Regions from separate parts of the Salmo salar genome. Here region 2 is linked to region 1. The links are chromatin contacts, called in public Hi-C maps. All regions are on one chromosome and are shown on one strand. The core of a region is the stretch at or near the end of the contact, and the rest is flanking DNA. Distances in the headings are between cores, read along the strand shown. Region 1 holds the start of LOC106611948 (putative monooxygenase p33MONOX). Region 2 holds the start of clk4a (CDC-like kinase 4a).

The links. A called contact is a pair of places that touch in the nucleus more often than the background predicts.
Region 2: a Hi-C map of muscle shows a contact between it and region 1, with 6 times the contacts expected there. The contact joins the promoter of clk4a here to the promoter of LOC106611948 in region 1. A contact is called at or near these places in 2 of 3 Hi-C or Micro-C datasets (gill and muscle).

The regions. Positions count from the first base shown.
Region 1 is chrssa09:75,801,837-75,808,231 of Ssal_v3.1, forward strand. LOC106611948 (putative monooxygenase p33MONOX) reads left to right here and starts at 3,528. Exons shown (of 8, transcript XM_014212650.2): 1 at 3,528-3,736.
Region 2 is chrssa09:76,032,672-76,039,066 of Ssal_v3.1, forward strand. It overlaps clk4a (CDC-like kinase 4a), which reads left to right and starts at 3,967. Exons shown (of 12, transcript NM_001140055.1): 1 at 3,967-4,090; 2 at 4,640-4,794; 3 at 5,908-6,160. The coding sequence starts at 4,640.

The DNA of each region.
Region 1 (6,395 bases), core at 2,278-4,777:
CCATGGCCCTCAGATACAGATAATACACTAATAGACTAATGTAGTCTCCTCACTTTCTAATGTAGTCTCCTCGCTTTCTAATGTAGTCTCCTCACTTTCTAATGTAGTCTCTAATGTAGTCTCCTCTCTTTCTAATGTAGTCTCTAATGTAGTCTCCTCGCTTTCTAATGTAGTCTCCTTGCTTTCTAATGTAGTCTCTAATGTAGTCTCCTCGCTTTCTAATGTAGTCTCCTCGCTTTCTAATGTAGTCTCCTCTCTTTCTAATGTAGTCTCTAATGTAGTCTCCTCACATTCTAATGTAGTCTCCTCACTTTCAATGTAGTCTCCTCACTTTTTAATGCAGTCACCTCACTTTCTGGTGCAAATCGGTTGCAATCTTAGAGACTGAAGTTATCTTGTCCATTCCACACTGATATCATGCATAATGGAAAATAACTTTCATTGCATCCTCCAAAGCTAGAGCTGAATTTATTGCTACTGTACACCCTACACCCTTAGAAAAAAAGGGTTCTTTGGCTATCCCCATAGGAGAACCCTTTTTGGTTCCAGGGAGAAGCATTTTTGTTTCCACATAGAACAATTTTGGGTTCCATGTAGAACCCTCTGTGGAAAGGGTCCTACATGGAACCCAATAGCACCTTTTTGTAATGTGTACTGTGGGGTTCAATCAAAGTTTTGACAGGTTATAACAGCGTTTCCCAAACTCTGTCCTCAGGAACCCAAGGGGTGAATGTTTTGTTTTTTGCCCTAGCACTACACAGTTGATTCAAATGATCAAAGCTTGATGATGAGTTAATTATATGAATCAGCTGTGTAGCGCTAGAGCAAAAACCAAAACGTGCTCCCCTTGGTGTCCCGAGGACCGAGTTTGGGAAACCCTGAGTTATAATGTCACCTGGATTCCTTGCAGTAAACTAAGAGGAGGGTGTTCATCATGTAATTTTGTAGTAGCAAGTTGACTTTGAAAGGGTAAAAGAGGAGATTTGACTTTCAGGATCCAGTCAAGGTAATAGTTCTAATACAGAGCTTTGAGGTTCAAGTGGTCATGTGAAAATGCAAAAGGCCTGATGGTAAAAAGGCAAGTACAGTGAGGGAAAAAAGTATTTGATCCCCTGCTGATTTTGTACGTTTGCCGACTGACAAAGAAATGATCAGTCTATAATTTTAATGGTAGGTTTATCTGAACAGTGAGAGACAGAACAACAACAAAAAAATCCTGAAAAACGCATGTCAAAAATGTTATAAATTGATTTGCATTTTAATGAGGGAAATAAGTATTTGACCCCCTCTGCAAAACATGACTTAGTACTTAGGGCAAAACCCTTGTTGGCAATCACAGAGGTCAGATGTTTTTTGTAGTTGGCCACCAGGTTTGCACACATCTCAGGAGGGATTTTGACCCACTCCTCTTTGCAGAACTTCTCCAAGTCATTAAGGTTTCGAGGCTGACGTTTGGCAACCTTCAGCTCCCTCCACAGATTTTCTATGGGATTAAGGTCTGGAGACTGGCTAGGCCACTCCAGGACCTTAATGTGCTTCTTCTTGAGCCACTCCTTTGTTGCCTTGGCCGTGTGTTTTGGGTCATTGTCATGCTGGAATACCCATCCACGACCCATTTTCAATGCCCTGGCTGAGGGAAGGAGGTTCTCACCCAAGATTTGACGGTACATGGCCCCGTCCATCGTCCCTTTGATGCGGTGAAGTTGTACTGTCCCCTTAGCAGAAAAACACCCCCAAAGCATGTTTCCACCTCCATGTTTGACGGTGAGGATGGTGTTCTTGGGGTCATAGGCAGTATTCCTCCTCCTCCAAACACGGAGAGTTGAGTTGATGCCAAAGAGCTCCATTTTGGTCTCATCTGACCACAACACTTTCACCCAGTTGTCCTCTGAATCATTCAGATGTTCATTGGCAAACTTCAGACGGCATGTATATGTGCTTTCTTGAGCAGGGGAACCTTGCGGGCTCTGCAGGATTTCAGTCCTTCACGGCGTAGTGTGTTACCAATTGTTTTCTTGGTGACTATGGTCCCAGCTGCCTTGAGATCATTGACAAGATCCTCCCGTGTAGTTCTGGGCTGATTCCTCACTGTTCTCATGATCATTGCAACTCCACGAGGTGAGATCTTGCATGGAGCCCCAGGCCGAGGGAGATTGACAGCTCTTTTGTGTTTCTTCCATTTACGAATAATTGCACCAACTGTTGTCACCTTCTCACCAAGCTGCTTGGCGATGGTCTTGTAGCCCATTCCAGCCTTGTGTAGGTCTACAATCTTGTCCCTGACATCCTTGGAGAGCTCTTTGATCTTCTGTGGACAGGTATCTTTTATACAGGTAACAAGCTGAGATTAGAAACACTTCCTTTAAGAGTGTGCTCCTAATCTCAGCTCGTTACCTGTATAAAAGACACCTGGGAGCCAGAAATCTTTCTGATTGAGAGGGGGTCAAATACTTATTTCCCTCCTTAAAATGCAAATCAATTTATTACATTTTTGACATGCGTTTTTATGGATTTTTTTGTTATTCTGTCTCTCACTGTTCAAATAAACCTACCATTAAAATTATAGACTGATCATTTCTTTCTCAGTGGGCAAACGTACAAAATCAGCAGGGGATCAAATACTTTTTTCCCTCACTGTAGCTAAAAAAGCCAAGGCCAATAGCATGTTGTTAGAGCATGTCTTTAAAAGGCATGGCTCAAAGGCACAAATTATTCTACTGAATCTCAACATTACATAGTCATTCTGAATTACCTATACATGCATCATCACAGACATTTGTCCATATGAACCTGAGACAACTTTCAATTGAACAATGAGAACAGTGAGGCATCGGCTACTTTGGGTACAGAGTGAAATTCAACAGTCTAGCAAGTTCAAGATTGGATTGTCAGTTCCCGAGGCCTATAATTCTGTGTCCTGACATCTGATACATAGATCAATGGGGAAAAAAACGTGTAGACCTTTACTTCAGAACATTTTAAGTTATGTGTAAGTAATTAAGCAGACTAATCATATTATGATTATTCTATTCGAGAATATATGAGGATGTGGTGGTCGTCGATCTTGTTCATCGTCAGGCATCTGGCTGGCCCCCTATATGTCTAAACCCCTATTTGCATTGGGGAAACTATGCTATTGTGTGACTGTGTGTGCTGCCATCATTAAAGTTATGTAATAGTGGTAGAGAGTCTAAAGTAAACTTTAGAGAACTTCAACCACGTGATGTGCACACTCAAGAGGAAGTAAGTTGGTTTTCTGGTCAATGCATTGTATGTGTGAATGTATGGGTGAATGTATGGGTAAATGTATGGCGGGATACAACAAAGCAAGTTGTAATGTGTATAATAACATGTTTACTATGCATTCAAATATATACATATAATTGTAATAATTGGGATGTTGCTGTGAGGTGTGACCATTGTACAAAATAAAATGCATTTCAAAACGTCTCTCTGGTCTCTGCATCATGTCTAGAATCAAGACAGACAAACCCATGCACCAGGGAGGAGTCAAGACTTTCATTTTTAGAATTCCCATTCCAGCATGATCACTTCCGTTATTTTTCAGAATGCTCATTCATTGGTCCGGTGCTTGACCGCTTGTCACTGCACTTGTAAATGTGCGTGCCCATCGTAAAGTCGTTGTCTGCTTGTTCACCAAAATCGGTTCAAACACAGCGCAGTTACGACAGTGAGTGGACTTTATTGAGGTATAGCAGGTACATCGTCATCATAGGTGAGAAATCTCTATAATTTATAACTGCATCTTGTCATGTTTCTGTTTTTGTAATAACCAATATGATCAATACATGTTTTTTATTGCGTCGGTGGTTGGGTTATAGCCTATGTGTAATTATATTTTAATAGCCTACAGCAATAGTAGCCTACCTTAATATCAAGATAATTATATATTTGTATTATAAGTAGGCCTATAATATTCATGGTTTATCAATATATATATATATTTTTAAGGCGCATGTAGCCGATCGTATGAATTTAATTCCAGTATTCTGCCTGCCTTTCACGTAATCTTTTAGTGATTGGGAGTTGACTCTTTTTACTGACTCGGATCTTGTCGACTCGTTCAGTCAAATGAACAAATCTTTCGACTCATTTCGTTCATTTGAGACAGTAGGCCTAATGCCCTGCGCACGCAGGAACCCCTATCGGCGAACGATGAACTAAAAACTCGAAAGAATCATGATTCTACAAGCCATCTCGTTCACCATAGGGGGCTTATTGGAGCTGTCATATGTGACAGAAATATGTGACAGCTGCAAACAATGTACATTTGTGATTGCTAGGCATATGAATACGATTATTTATTGATACCTTTGAAACGAGGTCTAGTTGCGGCCGCAACCGGACTAGATTAAGAACGACCCTTGGCAGAATATAACTGTTTGACAGCCGCGGGGGAGATTAGCCAATGTCCATTTTCTTCTTGAAAGTTTTATGGCAGACTACACCTACTGGGTAATGTAACAAAAAATATTCCATGGGAGGACGATAAATCAAACAACCTTCCCACTCCTTCCGTCACAGTTCAAATCACATCCATACACAGCCTCAGGTGCCTGGGAGGACCGAGCATTCAACGACAGAATTCATTGTAATGCCTCTGCAGAAAAATCCACGAGTCCCCCCAAAAAATGCTCAGCCGCATTCACAATGCTTATTTTCTCCGCTGCGCTGTGCAGTTGATAAAGCAATAAACGCTACAAAGTCCACCTTCTTAACATACAACATGTCAGGATCCCTCTGTTGACGAGGGACATCATCAAATCAAATTCAAATCAAATTTATTTTTATATAGCCCTTCGTACATCAGCTGATATCTCAAAGTGCTGTACAGAAACCCAGCCTAAAACCCCAAACAGCAAGCAAAGCATGTGAAAGAAGCACGGTGGCTAGGAAAAACTCCCTAGGAAAAACTCCCTAGAAAGGCCAAAAACCTAGGAAGAAACCTAGAGAGGAACCAGGCTATGAGGGGTGGCCAGTCCTCTTCTGGCTGTGCAGGGTGGATATTATAACAGAACATGGTCAAGATGTTAAAATGTTAAAATGTTCATAAATGACCAGCATGGTCAAATAATAATAATCATAGTAGTTGTCGAGGGTGCAACAAGCACGTCCGGTGAACAGGTCAGGGTTCCATAGCCGCAGGCAGAACAGTTGAAACTGGAGCAGCAGCACGGCCAGGTGGACTGGGGACAGCAAGGAGTCATCATACCAGGTAGTCCTGAGGCATGGTCCTAGGGCTCAGGTCCTCCGAGAGAAAAACAGAAAGAGTGTCTTTACTGCTACTAGCATTACTTCTTCACTTTTTTTCTGCCACTCTTCTCACCGCCTCTGGTTTTACACATTCTGGTCAGCCCTTATTCTTGCCGCATCTGTTTCCTTCACCCTGCCTAACAGGACAATTCAGAAATTCGGGTGCATGTTCACAAACCACAATTGCAGCATTTAGGCTCAGCAGGCATATAATACTCCTCCCGTCTACATACACTTGACACATGATCAAGTAATTTACATTTGTCACACTGCATGGGTTTGTATACTGCAAGATTTTGCTCCAACTGATCAATTAACTCAGTTGGTCAGGTGTGGTGCACACCTCTGGACGGTATACTGTATTTTCCGATATACCAGTATTGATGCAAGGAGCGGTTTAAGTTATTACTTTACCTTCGATAACGGTCTTTGAATGTTTGGTTTGTTAAATGTGATACGATATGTGTAATGTCGATTTAGTTTACTTTACTTGAGTAATCTCTCTCCGCTCTCACTCTCCATGCCGCTTTCCACACAGACCTAGCCCAGCCCGTCACTCATGGAGCGCATTGGTTGTTCCTCGACCACTACTAGACACTTGCATTCGGTCTGCATGGTCAATGCAACACATGTATCAATGTTGATGAACAACGATGCTGTTTTCACTTTGCTTCTTAATATAAATTCACTAGTGTTCTATAATGGCACTGTTAATTTGTGTTTCTTACACCTGCAAACAGCTAATTAGCAAATTGGTCCTAATTCTTGTTAGCCGCTAATGGTAATCGGGGTTAGCTGGCTGGCTTGGCTGGCTAACGTTAGCTAGCTAGCTAATAAATGTACTGAGTCAGAGCAAACGTAGTTAGCTATACAGCCTGATAATACCAGTGATGGTGTAGACCTAAATGAGCATGTTGTTAATGTATCTGCTTTGTATCTTCAAAATCAAAGACTAATATGCGAAGCATGAATATGTTCACTACATGAAGTAGCTAAGAGAAAATATTCAATGTAGCCAAAGATTATAGGGTCCCCTAGGACCCACTTATCAACACTGGTTCCTACCTTGTCACAATAACTCCTCCCTGGTATTTTCATTCGTTGTCATGTCAAACAACACT
Region 2 (6,395 bases), core at 2,717-5,216, 230 kb after region 1:
GTGCCATTTCATGCAAAGGGAGGTGGCGTTCCTGGGGCATCAGCTGGGTGGTGAGGGCATCAGCACGATGCCAGACAAAGTAGAGGCTGTGAGGGGGTGGCCAGTTCCAGGGGGAAAAAAAAGAGGTTAAGAGCTTCCTGGGGCTGGCATCCTACTATCGTAGGTTTGTGAAGGGGTTTGCGGGGGTAGCGGCTCCTTTGAACCACCTTCTCAAGGAGGACACTGTTTTTCAGTGGACCGAAGAGCACCAGCGGGCGTTTGAGGCTCTCAAACGTGCCCTGATGGAGGCCCCTGTCCTGGCCTCACCAGACCCGAACCGTCCGTTCATCCTGGACACCGATGCAAGCAATGAGGGTTTGGGGGCTGTGCTGGCTCAGCGTGGTCCTGATGGGGAACACGTAGTACCTTATTACAGCAGGACTTTTGATAAGGCTGAAAAACACTACTGCGTGACAAGGAGAGAGCTTTTGGCTGTCGTGGCAGCAGTACGCCATTTCAAGTACTACCTGGGGGGCCTGCCGTTTGTGGTCCGGACGGATCACTCCGCCCTGCAGTGGCTTCTCTCCTTCAAGGAGCCAGAGGGTCAGATTGCCCGCTGGCTGGAGGAGCTGCAACCCTACGACTTCCAGGTGGAGCACAGAGCCGGCCTTCGCCACAGCAATGCAGACGCCTTGTCCCGCCGCCCGTGTGCTGAGGATGGCTGTGGGTACTGCGCCAAACGGGTGGAGCGAGAGAGAGAACTGTGCAGGGAGGAGGGAGTCACCGCCACGGTGAGTCAGCTGAGTGTGACAGAGTGCCGGGAGCTTGAGGCTGTGGACGTTGGGGAGTGGAGGCGTCGCCAGGAGGAGGACGCAGAGCTGCGTCCTGTGCTGCGGTGGGTGGAAGAGAGAAGACGACCGCCGTGGGGAAGTAGCCCCTCTATCACCAGTCACCAAGGGACTGTGGGCTAAATTCACAGTCCTTAGAGTGGCTGAGGGAGTGCTCCAGAGGGGGGTGGAAAAAGCCAGCGACTGGAGAAATTACGTGGCAGGTAGTGGTGCCCAAAAGGCTGCAGGGGAGCGTGTTACAGCAGCTTCATGGGGGAGTTGGCGCAGGGCATTTTGGGGTCTCCAAAACGTTAAAGCGCATGCGTAAAGGCTTCTATTGGGCCAGGCACAGGAGGGATGTTGAGGACTTTTGTAGGCAGTGCGACGAGTGTGCTGCTAAAAAGGACCTCCAGGTCAGTCACACGCCCTCCTACAACAATTCCCAGTAGGGGGAGCCCATGGAGAGACTGGGGGTAGACATAGTGGGGCCGTTTCCAACCACAGACAGAGGTAACAGGTGGATTCTAACCGCTATGGACTACTTCACCAAGTGGCCGGAGGCTTACGCTCTCCCAGACCAGGAGACAGAGACAGTAGCTGATGCGTTGGTGGGGGGAATAATCAGTCGGTTTGGGGTGCCACAGTCTTTTCACAGCGACCAGGGGAGAAACTTCGAGTCACGGGTGTTCTCAGAGTTGTGTAGACGGTTAGGCGCGGAGAAGACGCGCACTACTCCGCTTCACCCCCAGAGTGATGGGCTGGTGGAAAGATTTAACAGAACGTTAGCACAGCAGCTGGCCATCGTTACCTCAAAACACCAGAGAGATTGGGACACCCACTTACCGTTTATTCTTATGGCATATAGGTCGGCTGTTCAAGAATCGACTGCGTGCTCCCCAGCGCTACTAATGTTAGGTCGTGAGTTGCGCACCCCAGCCGAACTGACGTTTGGCCACCCTCCTGATAATGACAACGGGGTTTTGCCTGGCCCGAACTATGTGTGTCGTCTGCAGAACCGGTTAGAAGCGGCTCACACCTTCGCAAGAGAGCAACTCGAGAACGCAGGGGTGCGCCAAAAGCGCCACTATGACTTGCGCGCTAGGGGGAGGCACTTTGGAGCGGGAGAATGTGTGTGGCTTCACAACCCCACGCGCAAGAAGGGGCGGTGCCCAAAGCTGGACAGTGCATGGGTGGGGCCGTGTCTGGTGATAGAGAGAGTGGGGGAGGTGACGTACCGGGTGGAGGTCCCCCCACGGAGCAGGAAGGTGGTGGTCCACCGGGACCGATTGGCACCCTACAGAGGGAGGAAAACGGTAGGAAATGGGAGTGAGGTCTCTGATGTGAGCCCACGGGAACAGTCTAACGAGGAGACTCTAGCGCAACCTGAGCCTGGGATGGGGGCTGCTTCTTCGGAGGGCGCTGGAAATGACATTGGGGCAGATGAGTGTTCTGGGGGTTCACCGGTGAGAGCCACGGGGAGGCCCAAGAGACTGATGCGACCTCCGGGTCGTTTTAAGGATTTTGTTGTGTAACCCTAGGGGCTAGGGTTTAGAAAGGGGGGGGCTATGTAACGACCCGGTATTGTGTTCTGTGTTTGTGGGTGTGTTATGGTTCTCATGGCTACTAACAGGGGTTAAATATGTCAGGACAGAGGGAAAGGTTGGGGGGGTATGATGGGTAATCCCGCGGGATTTGGAAATGCATAAATAGGGATTACTGTCTCATCTTCTCTCTCTTTTCTGTTCGGGGCCTTGATCTGTTCCTATGGGAGTAACCCTTAATTAGACTTGGTATAATTGTGTACGTTCGGCATTTAGCGGCGTGGGCTGTGGCCTGAACAATAGCCCAGTTTAGGAATAAACCTGTGTTCTGACCTGCACACCTAGAGTCCGTCTCTTTTTCCTTTATGACCCAGCCGGGTCATTACAATATATTCTCTTCAATTAAAACTGACTCATTCCTCCATAACAACCATTGCCTGATTAGCAACACCCCCAATATGAAGAACATATTATAGAATAAAGACCCACACTTTATCCTGTCCTATGAAACATTAGAACAAAGATCCACACTTTATCCTGTCCTATGAAACATTAGAACAAAGATCCACACTTTATCCTGTCCTATGACACAGACGCATTTAATAAATGTGCAACCTGTTGAGTTTTGTCTATTTTCTGAAGATGCATATAATTATAGTAGACTATATTTTATGGTATTCTGACTTAATCTGATCATAGGGCAACAGTATTTAAGTAGTCTCCTATACAATGTTTTACAGACATCTACCATCATTCAAGGAGGTACTTAATGGTGTTCTACAACTCGATAAATTACTTTGCAATGACTCAGTGTGACAAATGCTGGCTTCTATTGATTGTACAGCATACCCTGGGATAGCCTCATATGTAATATAGCTGGACACATTGGTAAACAAACTTTAACTAGCCATGCTGCCTCATGCTAGCTGTGTTAAACCCAGCTATAGTTTTGTTTCATTATTGGTAGCTAGTTGGTTTAATCTATCAGTGATCGTTTCTTTGGTGATTGATTCGATGGGTAGTCATGGATACAGCACACTACTGATTACACAGCCAACGACGTGTGCCTCACCATGCAATAATTACTCCAAATGCATCTTCTCGTTATTTATTACATACCTTGGAAACTGGAAAAAATATTTTCCTCCCTTGCTCTGCACAGTATTGCAGCCGATTAATGCACATAGCTTCATCTTTGTATCTCCGTAATAATTGTAATAGTTATCAGTATCTTTGACAACAAACACATGAGATTACAGCTCAACAATTTAACAATCAAGCTGGAAATTAGCTTTGCATAATGATTCGTTTTTTATACTGCTTCCCCTCCCTTAAACAAACTAACAGAGAACAGTTTACATTAAACATGGTATTTATTGATTACATATGTTTTGGAAACAGAAAACATCAATCGAGATCAAAGGTTTCATTGATGAGAAAATTAGCAGAATGTCAGCCATAATCCATCTTCTCCCACTGCTGCCCACTGGGCTTCCTCTAACTAATATATTTGGTTGCGCTAGGAAACGCCAACCGGATGCTTCACATTTATACATCCGGTGAAATATCTGTCTCATTGTTCTATCTATGACAATAACTTCCAGCAGCAGCAGCAGAGTTCGCCATTTTGGAAGGCAGCTTTGTTCCTACACAAAAGTACAGATAAAACATCGTTTTTTGGGTTATTTTTTTATTTAAAAAAAAACGTATTAGTTGTTTGGGGTACATCCTTCGATAGATAAAGTGAGGACAGATGATTTAATATGTAATACTTCAATGTAAACAATATATCATCTGTTCAACATTATCTTGCTAGCCTTCAGGTTTCGTCGACGAACCAGGAAGTTAACGTTAGTAAGCTGGCTAGCCAATGTACAGATAGCTAGTTATTACTTTCTGAAAATTGATGACGCTAACATTTATCAGATGCATGTTGCTAGCGTTATCTGAAGTTAGTCAAGCAGCTAGATAGGTTTCACGTGGGATTGTTATTCATTTAGCTAGCAAGTTAACGTTAGGTAAATTAACGTAGCTAGCATGTTAGAACAAATACACCAGTCGGTGTCTGTAGAGGATAAATTGACCATGATTAGCTAGCTAGCGAATGCTAGAAAATAATGTACGCTATTTACTGGTGTATGGTTGAATTTACTTCATGTCATCCAGAAGGTTAACTCGCTATCTATATGTAGATTTGAATTATTTTTTTTACAGTTTGTTGGCACTGCAGCTAGCCATGTAACGTTAGCTCGTTTTAGCTATTAATGTGAACATTTATCACTTGTGTGGCAGATGCGACAGGCAAAGCGAATTCGTTCCCCAGGCGTTTGGCTCAGTGAGTTCAGCTGGGTGGAGAGTCGAAAGCGCCAGAAACGAGATGATTCGAATAGCAGTGTAAGGGAGAATAAATCTCGAAGACGTCAACAACCCCTCAAAACACATGAAGGGTAAATATTCTGACCCAATTCCCCCCCCCAACAGAACTATTATAGGCCCCACCCATCCACAAGCAACCCCGAGATCATCCTTTTTACATCTGTCTGGTCATTTCTGTCTCTTCAATTAGGTTTGTAGGATCCAGCAGCTATACACATGCCAAATGTTTTCACAGCAATATATTAATGTGGTGAGGACAAGCCATCATCTTATAAATAATGAGTGAAATCCAAGCTCACAGCATACTTTAGGCCAAAGTTTATTTCAGGAGAATCTGCCTCTTTCCCTGCCCTTGACAGATGTGGTCACAATTCATTTTGGAAGTTTGAAGTCTTTATTATTGGAAGTCACTGTCATTTGACAATATTTCACTGTACATTTTATTGCTGGAAGGTAAAACCGTGTCTGGTTTCTGTGTCCGTCTCTGATTGAGCTTGTGCTTTGTGAGAGATGGAGGTTTATAGTGGAAGTTTCCAGGGCAGAACGGGTAAGGAAGCTCTAATAATAAGTCCCCCGGCAACGCAGACCTTTTCCTGGAAGAGACCTGACACCACCAGGGTGCCATCATGGCTTTCTCTGACTCTGGGGCTCTGGAGGTCCAGAGACTCGGATCACATTCCTCTGCTGAAAGGGCTTCACGGATTCCTCGCTGAGCCAAAACAACTGTCGTAGCAGACACCTGTGCTTTCGATTTGTGTGTGTTGGTGTGTGTGAGAGGTAGAAGGGGATTCTGCTGGATTGGGGGGGGGTGCTTGAGCACACATACATTCAAGCTGGCTGCTCATATTTATATGATAGATTCATGTGAAAGGTTGCTACATGATCTGTTCTAACAGCTCTTGAGACATATTGCCTGTCCAGTTTGTTGTGTCAGTTTACCCCCAAAACTAGGAATCTACACTATCCTCCACTATGTTAGGCTTTCACACCAAGAACCTTGGAGTGATGATGTTGCACTCTGTAGTTGTAAATAAGCTTGTTACTAATTAAATTTTTTATATATTAAGCCCCTTGGGATAGGATGACGGGGAAGACGTAGGTCCTGGCCATTAGAACCAAGCAGTGGGTAAGTAGGCAGGAGGAGGAGTCAGTCACTTAGCTGTCTTGTTGTTTCTCCCTTTCAGGCACTACCTGGAGACCCACAGCCTGAACCAGCAGAGGATAGAGTCTAAGGACAGGAGGGCCAGAGAAGCCAGCCTGGAGATGGGCTACGGCGAGGACAACAGGGCCGCCGCCACCAGGGACAGAGACCGCGAGAGGGAGAAGGACAAGGAGTGGCACCACTACAGCAAGTCATCCGGGCGGAGTGGCAAGAGTGGCCGCAGTAGCCGCCGAGGGCGGCGACGCAGCCCTTCTCATCAACGCTCCTCTTACTCGGTATGAGAACATCTTACACGCTCTTCTCTCCTTTCCAACCAACTCCCTATATGGTTATTAGTGGTGTTAGCTTTTCTTTGTCGATCTTTTTCAATATGTACCACAGTGAAAAACAGATGGGTTAGAATTATGGATCCAATGTTAGTACCAAAATTCACTGAATACCATCTAGGCATAACTGTAGCAGACTAAGCGCAAACACCTTTACAAGGCTTCAATAAGAAGAGTCAAGGGA